Regions from separate parts of the Gossypium hirsutum genome. Here region 1 is linked to region 2. A link is a contact called in public Hi-C data. All regions are on one chromosome and are shown on one strand. The core of a region is the stretch at or near the end of the contact, and the rest is flanking DNA. Distances in the headings are between cores, read along the strand shown. Region 1 holds the start of LOC107899523 (auxin transporter-like protein 2). Region 2 has its middle 21 kb from the start of LOC107899048.

What was found. Hi-C and Micro-C count contacts between places; a contact is called where the count stands out from the background.
Region 1: a Hi-C map of leaf shows a contact between it and region 2, with 4 times the contacts expected there. The contact joins the promoter of LOC107899523 here to the enhancer-like site in region 2. A contact is called at or near these places in 19 of 34 Hi-C or Micro-C datasets (anther, callus, cotyledon and 4 more).

Annotation. Positions count from the first base shown.
Region 1 is chrD04:47,840,680-47,844,930 of Gossypium_hirsutum_v2.1, forward strand. LOC107899523 (auxin transporter-like protein 2) reads left to right here and starts at 2,014. Exons shown (of 9, transcript XM_016825261.2): 1 at 2,014-2,984; 2 at 3,219-3,439; 3 at 3,535-3,720; 4 at 3,823-3,935; 5 at 4,049-4,232. The coding sequence starts at 3,263.
Region 2 is chrD04:47,781,260-47,785,817 of Gossypium_hirsutum_v2.1, forward strand. No RefSeq gene overlaps it. Among protein-coding and RNA genes, the nearest start is that of LOC107899048, 21 kb to the left of the region's middle. Within about 2 kb of position 3,277, at least 3 of the 9 cell types and tissues checked have an H3K27ac peak or open chromatin away from gene starts, as enhancers often do. A contact at or near this core is called in hypocotyl and leaf, where this site is marked.

The DNA of each region.
Region 1 (4,251 bases), core at 764-3,263, 58 kb after region 2:
TGCAAACATAAAGAAGATCCATCATAATCACTATTTAACAACAACTAAAAAAGTTGAATACAATATAATAATCACAAACAAGGTAAACAAGGATTACTAGCAGCTAAGTCTTCAGTGATTCGATCCAATCTAATTTCCTTGATCCAAAGGATTCGATAAACTTGATCCTATCCTCCATATATGTTTTTTTAAGTGATATGATCTTCGTTGGTGGAATAGATACATTCCACAATATCAGCACAATCCAAAAATTTAATTCAATAAATTATCAATAACTCAAATATGGAAATAATCTAATCTATTGAAAATTGGTCAAGAAATGGATATTCCCTCAAACATTTTTTCAGTCTTCTCATAGTTTTCAACAATAAAACTTACGTGGATTTTACTGGTCAAAATGTAGAGTCACTTAGCTCAAAGGGAGATGGAAAGGAGAGGCAAAAGTATTGAGTAATGACTAAAGAGGGATTAACTTGGGATGGATTTTTTTTTTTTTAGTTTTCTTTTGAAGTGAGCAAAGCAATAGTGGAAGATGTGCTGGATGAGTAGCGAGGGCCAAGCTCATAACCCTCACCAAGCCGACAAATCCCCCTTTGAACGGGTCTTCGTGGGTGTTTCCTGTGGTGGCTCCGCACCACCATTGCCGCCCTCACCACCTTCTTTAAGTACTTTAATTTGGATAAATTAATTATGACAGCTTTTCTCATAGATTTAGTGATATGTTCTTAGCAAGCTATTAACTTATACTAGGTTGTGGCATATTTGTAGGTGAAAACAAAAACCTTATGTGATAAAAAAAATTAAATGAGGTTATAGTTGAAATGTTAAATATTATGGTGTTTTAAATTTAGATTTTATTATGTGTATTTTTTAAAAAATATATATATAAAAATATTTAAAACAACACATAATCATAGTAATATTTTTCATTTTATAAAGAAAAAAACTAATTTTTTAGTATTTTCTAATTAAGATAGGATCACCAACTCACTCAAACACTTAAAAAATAATAATATAAATTTTAATTATTTTTAATTGAAATCTGTCCACACCTTTTTCCTATCAAAATTAGGATATCTAGCGAACACTATTAATATTTATTGAATTTTGTTACCAATTATTCTTTGTAAAAAAGTTGAAATAAATATAAATTCTATTTTTTTTCCTAACAAAAGTAAATGAAATTGGGAGTTTTAATGAATTGTGAAGATAATGGAGAGCGGGCCACAATGGGCCACACGATGAAGCCGTCCGATTAAAGGGCCACACAATGAGTTGAGCCGTCCAAGTTTCAGGTTATTACTTATACGTTTGGTTTGATATATCAAAATGGTTTTAATTAATGCATTGTCTATTTATTTTATAAATACATTATTTTTTGTTTTTATTTAAACAATTTTAATTTTATATATTTTTTAGTTGTAACTATATTATTACTTTTATTATATAAAAAGAACACAAATACCAACGAATTCAAGCTTAAATACGATTAAGCTGAATCAAGTTTGAGTTTTAATCTGCGTACAAAAATTAAAACTTGAATAACTCAATTAAATCTTGAGTTTAAATTAATATACCCAATTATTCAAATTCAATTCAAGTGACAACTATAATCATGATTATATTTAATTTCTTAGAAAAAATTCTCATCGTATCTTTACATGGGGGGGACTTTGGTCAAGTGTTACCACCAGAGCCGTAAGGAGCGTGCGAACAACGCCCCGGTTACACTGGACAAGTTGTGGAAATAATGATTGGCAGTTAAGTTGACGCGTTGGTGAGATAGAGTGGGAGATGGGGATTCCTTTACATTGATTGGGGGAGGGGTTGATGAAGTCTCCATTGAATAGGAAAAATTGAATCCAGCATTACAATACAAGACACTACGGAATTTAATAGACCCCCTATATTTGGATTTGGATCTAAGCTTCAGCCTTCAGCTTAGGCAATACCAACAGCAGCAGTATTTCTTTAAAATAACGTAATTTAAGAGCATCGGAAACGAGAAGTTTAGAGATAGATATAAATAAATAAAATAATCCTGGCATGCACTGAGCCACCGTTTCATAAATGCAAGCAAGCACTTGACAGGGATGAATAAGTTAGCTGTTGAAGTTGGCAAAGGGGCTCTGCTATAAAAAGCGAAGGGTGTAATGGTTTTGGTTAGGTTGAGTCTCACACTCATTTGTGATTAGAACAACGTCTCAGTCGCTTGGATCTCTAATTCTCTCTTCACCCACCCAAACCAACCCACACAATATCCCCAAGCATCGAATCCCAAGTGGATTTCACTCCCAATTCGGGGTTTAGTCACTCTCACCCTTTTCTTCCCCTTACTGTTGAGGGTAGGAGTTGAAAACACAAATAGTGAAATCCTGTATGATGAAATGGTACTGTATATCATTATATAAATAGCTAGTTGAATAGAAGCAAAAAGGGTCTTTTATTCAACCACTGTATACCTTCTTTTAAGTTGAGTTGGGTGAGGGGAGGAGAGTGAGATATTTTCCTTTTCCCTTCTTTTAAGGGCTCGCCGTCTTTGGCTGATTCACTGCACTGATTTCATTTTTCATATATATATTTTTTCTTTCAGCTGAGGAAATTGGTGGCTGCATTAAAGTAAGGAGCTTTACTGTGGCAATTATTTCAGGAACCATATAAAACCCCTCTCTCTCTTTCTCTCTGCCAACTCTTGGGATGGAGAAGTCATAAACTCTCACACTGCCCCCTCCAATATACCTTCTTTGGCTTTTCCTTTTTTTCCATCTGATACAATACTTTTATCAAAGTCTGTTCTTTTTCCATTCTTGAGAAGGAGAAAACAAATAAAGGTGATAGATCAACTCAAGCAAAGGACACCCTTTTAAATCCCACTCATTCTTGGGTCATTGATAGATCTCTGCTTGATTTTCTACAATCCTTTTTTTTTTCTTTACACGAAAGAGACAACTCAGAAACAAGGTTCGTTCAAAGTGGTAGTCAGGGTAGGGGGAAGTTTCTTTCTCTTTGGTTGGGATAGTGAAAAATGTCAATAACACTATTTCCTTTTTGTTCTCTATGGGATGGAAGTTTTAGTTTATCTTTTTCTACGTATTGGATGAGATTGCTGGGGTTTTGGATCTGGGGTGCTATTGACTTTCGTTATCTTGGGACTGATCCGTTTTGATTATAGACATAGTTTTTTTTTTGTCTCATTGATTGTCTTTTATATGTTCCAGATCTACCAGGATTTAGACATTGGCTTTAGAGAAAAACCAAGACAATGTTGCCTCAGAAGCAAGCAGAAGAAGCAATAGTCTCAAACTTAACCGAGATGGAACTTGAAACCAGAGAAGAAGACAAAGATGAAGAAGAACAACAATCATTGTTTAGTGTTAAAAACCTCCTCTGGCATGGTGGCTCAGCTTGGGATGCCTGGTTCAGCTGCGCTTCCAATCAAGTACTCTTTTCCAACACAACCATTACTACGTTCAACCCATCATTTCCTTCTCTGCTCTTAAAATGACTATCTTTTTCTTTTTCCCTCTTCCCTAGGTGGCTCAAGTGCTGTTGACACTACCCTATTCTTTCTCTCAACTGGGTATGCTGTCGGGAATTCTGCTTCAGGTATTCTATGGACTAATGGGAAGCTGGACTGCCTATATCATCAGTGTGCTCTATATAGAGTACAGAAGCAGGAAAGAGAAAGAGAACGTCAGCTTCAAGAACCATGTCATCCAGGTTCGTGTTGCTTGTTATTGCTTAGTTAGCAGAAGAACCCTAGGAAAAAAAAAATCTCAAACGATCACTGTTGTTAACTACTACACTGTTTTGGGATTGCAGTGGTTTGAAGTGCTTGATGGGCTGCTGGGTCCATACTGGAAGGCAGCTGGACTTGCCTTCAACTGTACCTTCCTCTTATTCGGATCTGTCATACAACTTATAGCTTGTGCAAGGTTAGTATACGTAAACTATTCATCTTTCTTCTCCATTCAACCTCAAATTTAAGCTGATTCTGAAACTGGGTATCATTCTTTTTTAACCATTTCTGTTACTTGTATGATAACAGCAATATTTACTACATCAATGATAAATTGGACAAAAGGACATGGACCTATATTTTTGGAGCTTGCTGCGCAACCACAGTTTTCATTCCTTCCTTTCACAACTACCGTATTTGGTCTTTCCTAGGTCTTGGGATGACCACCTATACGGCCTGGTACTTGGCAATAGCTGCCTTTGTTCACGGTCAGGTAAGGGGAAAAAAGAGTT
Region 2 (4,558 bases), core at 2,027-4,526:
TTAGGTCTTTTACTCTAATTTGGTCAATTTTACTTCCTATACTTTTTCAAATTTGAAACTTCAATTCTTAACAAAATGACATCAATTAAATATGTTAGGCCAAATGTCGCTATTAGTCTCGTACTATGCATAAGTTGTGGATTTAGTCCCTATTCTCTAATTTAATCATTTTTAGTTATCATACTATTTGAATTTAGGCTTGATTCAAACAATCAAATTCTAGTTTCTAAACCCATCAACTAAGATAACAAGCTTTTTTTTTTTTAGTATTGTGTGGAAATTACAAGTTGACATGTCATTCCATATTTGATAATAAGTTTCTCATGTAAGATAATAAAATGCAGCTTAATGAGTTTAATGGTTACTATTTCGATTAGGATTGAAATTATAAAATTAAAAAATATAAGGACTATAAATGTCCAAATTAGACTATAAGTACTAAAAGCGCAACTTACACCTAATATCAGAAGTTTGCCTAATTACTGTCATTACATTGAGTCATTAGCTTCAAGTTGAAAGATAATATATATGTATATATACATCCATTAAAATGCGTGGAAAATGAAGCATTAGATGAGATATCCACTGATAAAAAATGAATCACAAGATTAAGTCAATCCTGAAACACAAATAGAGGGTAAGGTTAAATCGGCTAGCTTGAAACAAGAGAGGTATTGGAAGCAAAATGAGGTGGTGGGTGGGATATTAGTTCAACTGGATACTGCCAACCTAAGGCTTATCATATTGGAGTCGAGAAGGACCTAACTGAGAAGACCCACATCGAAGATCTGAAATCTTAACAGGGCTTTCACGGTAGATTTTATTTTAGATTGCTGGGCTTCACTTGTACTTAAGAAACCGGGTTACATTCAAAACCCTACATCACTAGATTTAACAAGCTTTTTCTGACCCAGTCCCATTTATGATATTTCATTTAAATGCTCAATGCCCACTTCCAAATAGTTGCCCTCTCCCCCATCTTTGAGGCCCATTGAAATACAAAACCTTTTCGTTGTTAGTTTAGTGCCAATTTGCATGGAGACTGAAAAGATTAAAAGGCCCTCAAATTAGCGAATGTGCGGTTCAGGTTTGAGTTTCAATGCTCATAAATTGATATATATATATATACTTGGATTATGTCTAAATTTATTTTTCGTGTAAAATTCTTAAAAAAAAACTCTAAAATTTAATGCTATTAATTTATCAAGGAATAAAAGTTGTTTACGTATGGAGATGAATGTGAACTAAAAACTTGAATCTAATCTATTTGTAGCTCTATCTATGATTCAAAAAAAGAATACATTAAAGGAATAACAGGGCAGTCATCCGGAAATATGAAAGACGGGGTGTGGTGGGAGAATCCACTACGTAGTTTGCTTGCAGTTGACTTTGCCGGGAATCTTGAAAGAAGTTTTGCTGTGGGTTCCGTGGTGTCTGCCACAAAAGGTATCCAATCCATTCGTGCAATGACAAAAACAGAAAAAAAAAAAGAAAAAAAGAGAAGAGGAAAATGATAGTGGGAGAGAGAATTGAGGCAGAAAATGATATAACGCTAAGGCCATAATTTGATACTACTAATTTTATCAGCTTAAGCCTTCCATTTGAACTGACTTCTAATCCTGCAATATTTAAAACGTGTAGGCCATGAATTTCACTATTTGTTCTTAGCAAAGCAAAAAAGACAACGTTTAGGCTTCTTTTTTTTGTTCCAAGTAGCACCCTCAAAGCTCAATCAATCACATCCCTAATAAAACAAATGAATATATACTAACAAAATTGAGGTCTGGCCTTTGGAAATCAAATATTCAAGGAGTCAAACGGGTTTGGACAACTTTTCTAAAGAAAGGGAAAACAAAATCCACTCCAACTCGCAAACCGTTTGTAATGAAACAAGTCAGAATGAGCTGAGAGCAAAGGCAAAAAGATAAAGTAAATTATGTTTTCACGTGTAAAATGGGGACTGCCCGGGGGTATGTATTCTTTCTTATTTTATCCATAGATTTTCAACTTTTAACTCCTCCGTCCCTTGCTTATAAAGTTTGAGTACTCAGTTTCCCTTACCAAACTTGGAGAAGACTGACTATGAGGCCCATGAAACACACTGTCTCCTGTTGGCTCGTGTGTCTTGCGAGCTTTTTCTACGGTGTGGAGGCATTACCAACGCCGTGTTTTTACAAACTCTCTTGCTTCTAAAGCAAGTTATAATGGAAACAGAGGTATCCCTAAGTCAAAAGATGCCCACTAATTCGCCGGTGTCTATAATCTTTAAAGGACTAATGGTGTTGAAAATAATCATTTGAGAATCAGTTTGATTTGATTCCTATCATGGCTACGACCTAGGTCATCAAAAATCGGTCATCTTGTAAGAGTAAAAGCTAGAATTGTTCTGTATCTACAAGTTAGATGTATTTTAATCAAAGTCACAATAATAACGAATGAACTCTGTAGAGATTTGAGACCTAGTTTAATTGATATCTATTTTACATTTATTTATATGTTTGTCAGATATCTAAAAATGTATTTAAAAGTGGTAACTTATGGTGGTCCAAAGAGAATAATTCCGGATTATGTTCTCATGGTGCAGCTCATATATAGTGGATTGTGACAATTCCATCGAAAGGGTCTTCAAATATCTATATCTCAACTTTCCAAACCAACACGAAAAGACTAATTTTCTTGCGGGGCTTTCAAGAGTTAAGAGACAAACAAGCAAAGTTAAGTTGGACATAAGGCCTGGAAAAGTTTTAAGAGTAGTTTAGAGTCAAGATCTCTCATTTCATGTTTGTTGGGAGTTGGGACAGTATAAAGTTGTACTAACCATAAATCATGGCATTAACAAATTGTGAACTAGGTTAAGCTAGGCTCCAATTTATGTCCATTTGACAAAGATAATGGACAATTGTAACAAAGATCTCAAGCAAGAAATGTTAGGAGAAGACAACAATTCACGTGGCCGGGCCTTCCATTGTGTATGCATGGGGATTCATGAAGGGTGGGTATTGATGGCACAAGGGACCCCTCTCGAATGTCTGTCTCCGATACCTCCAAATAATTAAAAACCCAACTTTCCTAGTTCATATTATCCTCTAAGTCATTGAGGCGCCATTAATGTTTGATGTTTGACAAGCTATGAGAACTTAGTATAAATCGCAATATGCCCCTCTAAATGAAAGCTAAACCTATATTAAAACCCCCACTCATCTCTTTACAAGGTGATGATACAATTGTAATTTTGTACATTTGATGGAGTCACCTCAAGCTAACCAACCCCTTATATTCCAAATCTAAGTGGATCCCATTCCTTAAGATCATGGGTCCTATCAATGGCCGCCATGCCCATAGTTTGACCATACAAGATCCAAATGGGCTTCGCTTTTTTTCCTCTTTGAATTATCCTTTTTATTTTTATTTATGAAGATGAATAAAAAGTATAAGGTGATGGCCTAATGGACCTTTTACAAAACCCAAAACTCTCTTAGTCTTAGCTTAGAGAATGGGAAAGGGAAGAGCTTCTCCTTGCCACATGAATACCAAAAAAAAAAAGTCTCTCAAAGTCAATAAAATGATTGATGGGTAATTGAAGCCTGGAGAAATGTTCTTCCTGATCAGCAGCTCATTCAACCACCAATTGTTGTTTCATCAAAATGGAAAACGATGTGCAATCAACTTATAAACCTCTTTAAGTCTTAAGCACACAGGCTAAGATATGGAAAAAGACCCCATAAGTTTTCCATTTTGCAACCATGAAAGTGGGGACTAATGACAAAAACTACTGTACAAAAAAAGAAGAAGGTTTTCTTCCATACATATCAGCAAGGCAAAGTTAGGAATCTGATGTTGTTGGAGGTGGAAATAAAATTATAAAATAATTTAAATTTAATTATTAATAATTGAGAGGAACAAAAATTCATGTAAGACTTACGACAGCATGTATTGAATTTTGACGTTTGAATATTTTGCTAATGAAAGAACATCACGCATTATTGATGTCATTCCTTAGGTTTTAATTCATTAAGAATAATCTTAGCTACCAATATCAAATATATACCATAATATAGAAGTTCTCCCCAAGTTTTAATATGCTTCAATTTGATTTCATTCTTTGAAGAACAAGCAACGAAATATGTTGTTCTAGAGGGTAATTTAGTTATTTGATATGTAAGAAATGAGAAAAAGAGTAAAGAAAAAAAAAAGATAGAACTCTCTCTGTATATTTGGAATTTCGTCCCTCTATTTTTCAAATTTAAAAATTCAAATCTAGTTATTAGCACCGTTAAAATTCTTCTATTAAATTTGTTGGTGTGACATTCTACCTTTTTTTAAAAACAAAGTACTCACTCGATAATCATGTGTCACCAAAAATAACAATGTAATTGACTTGAATTTAACAAAAAATTTAACGATGTTAACAATTCTTTAAATTTACATTTGATAGTTTAATTAGAATAAAATATTTAGACTAACTAATGACATTATAAATGTCGAAGTACAAAATTATGTCAAAAATTAAAATTTAATATTTTTACATAGTTAAAAAATAGAAGATTCAGAATTGAAA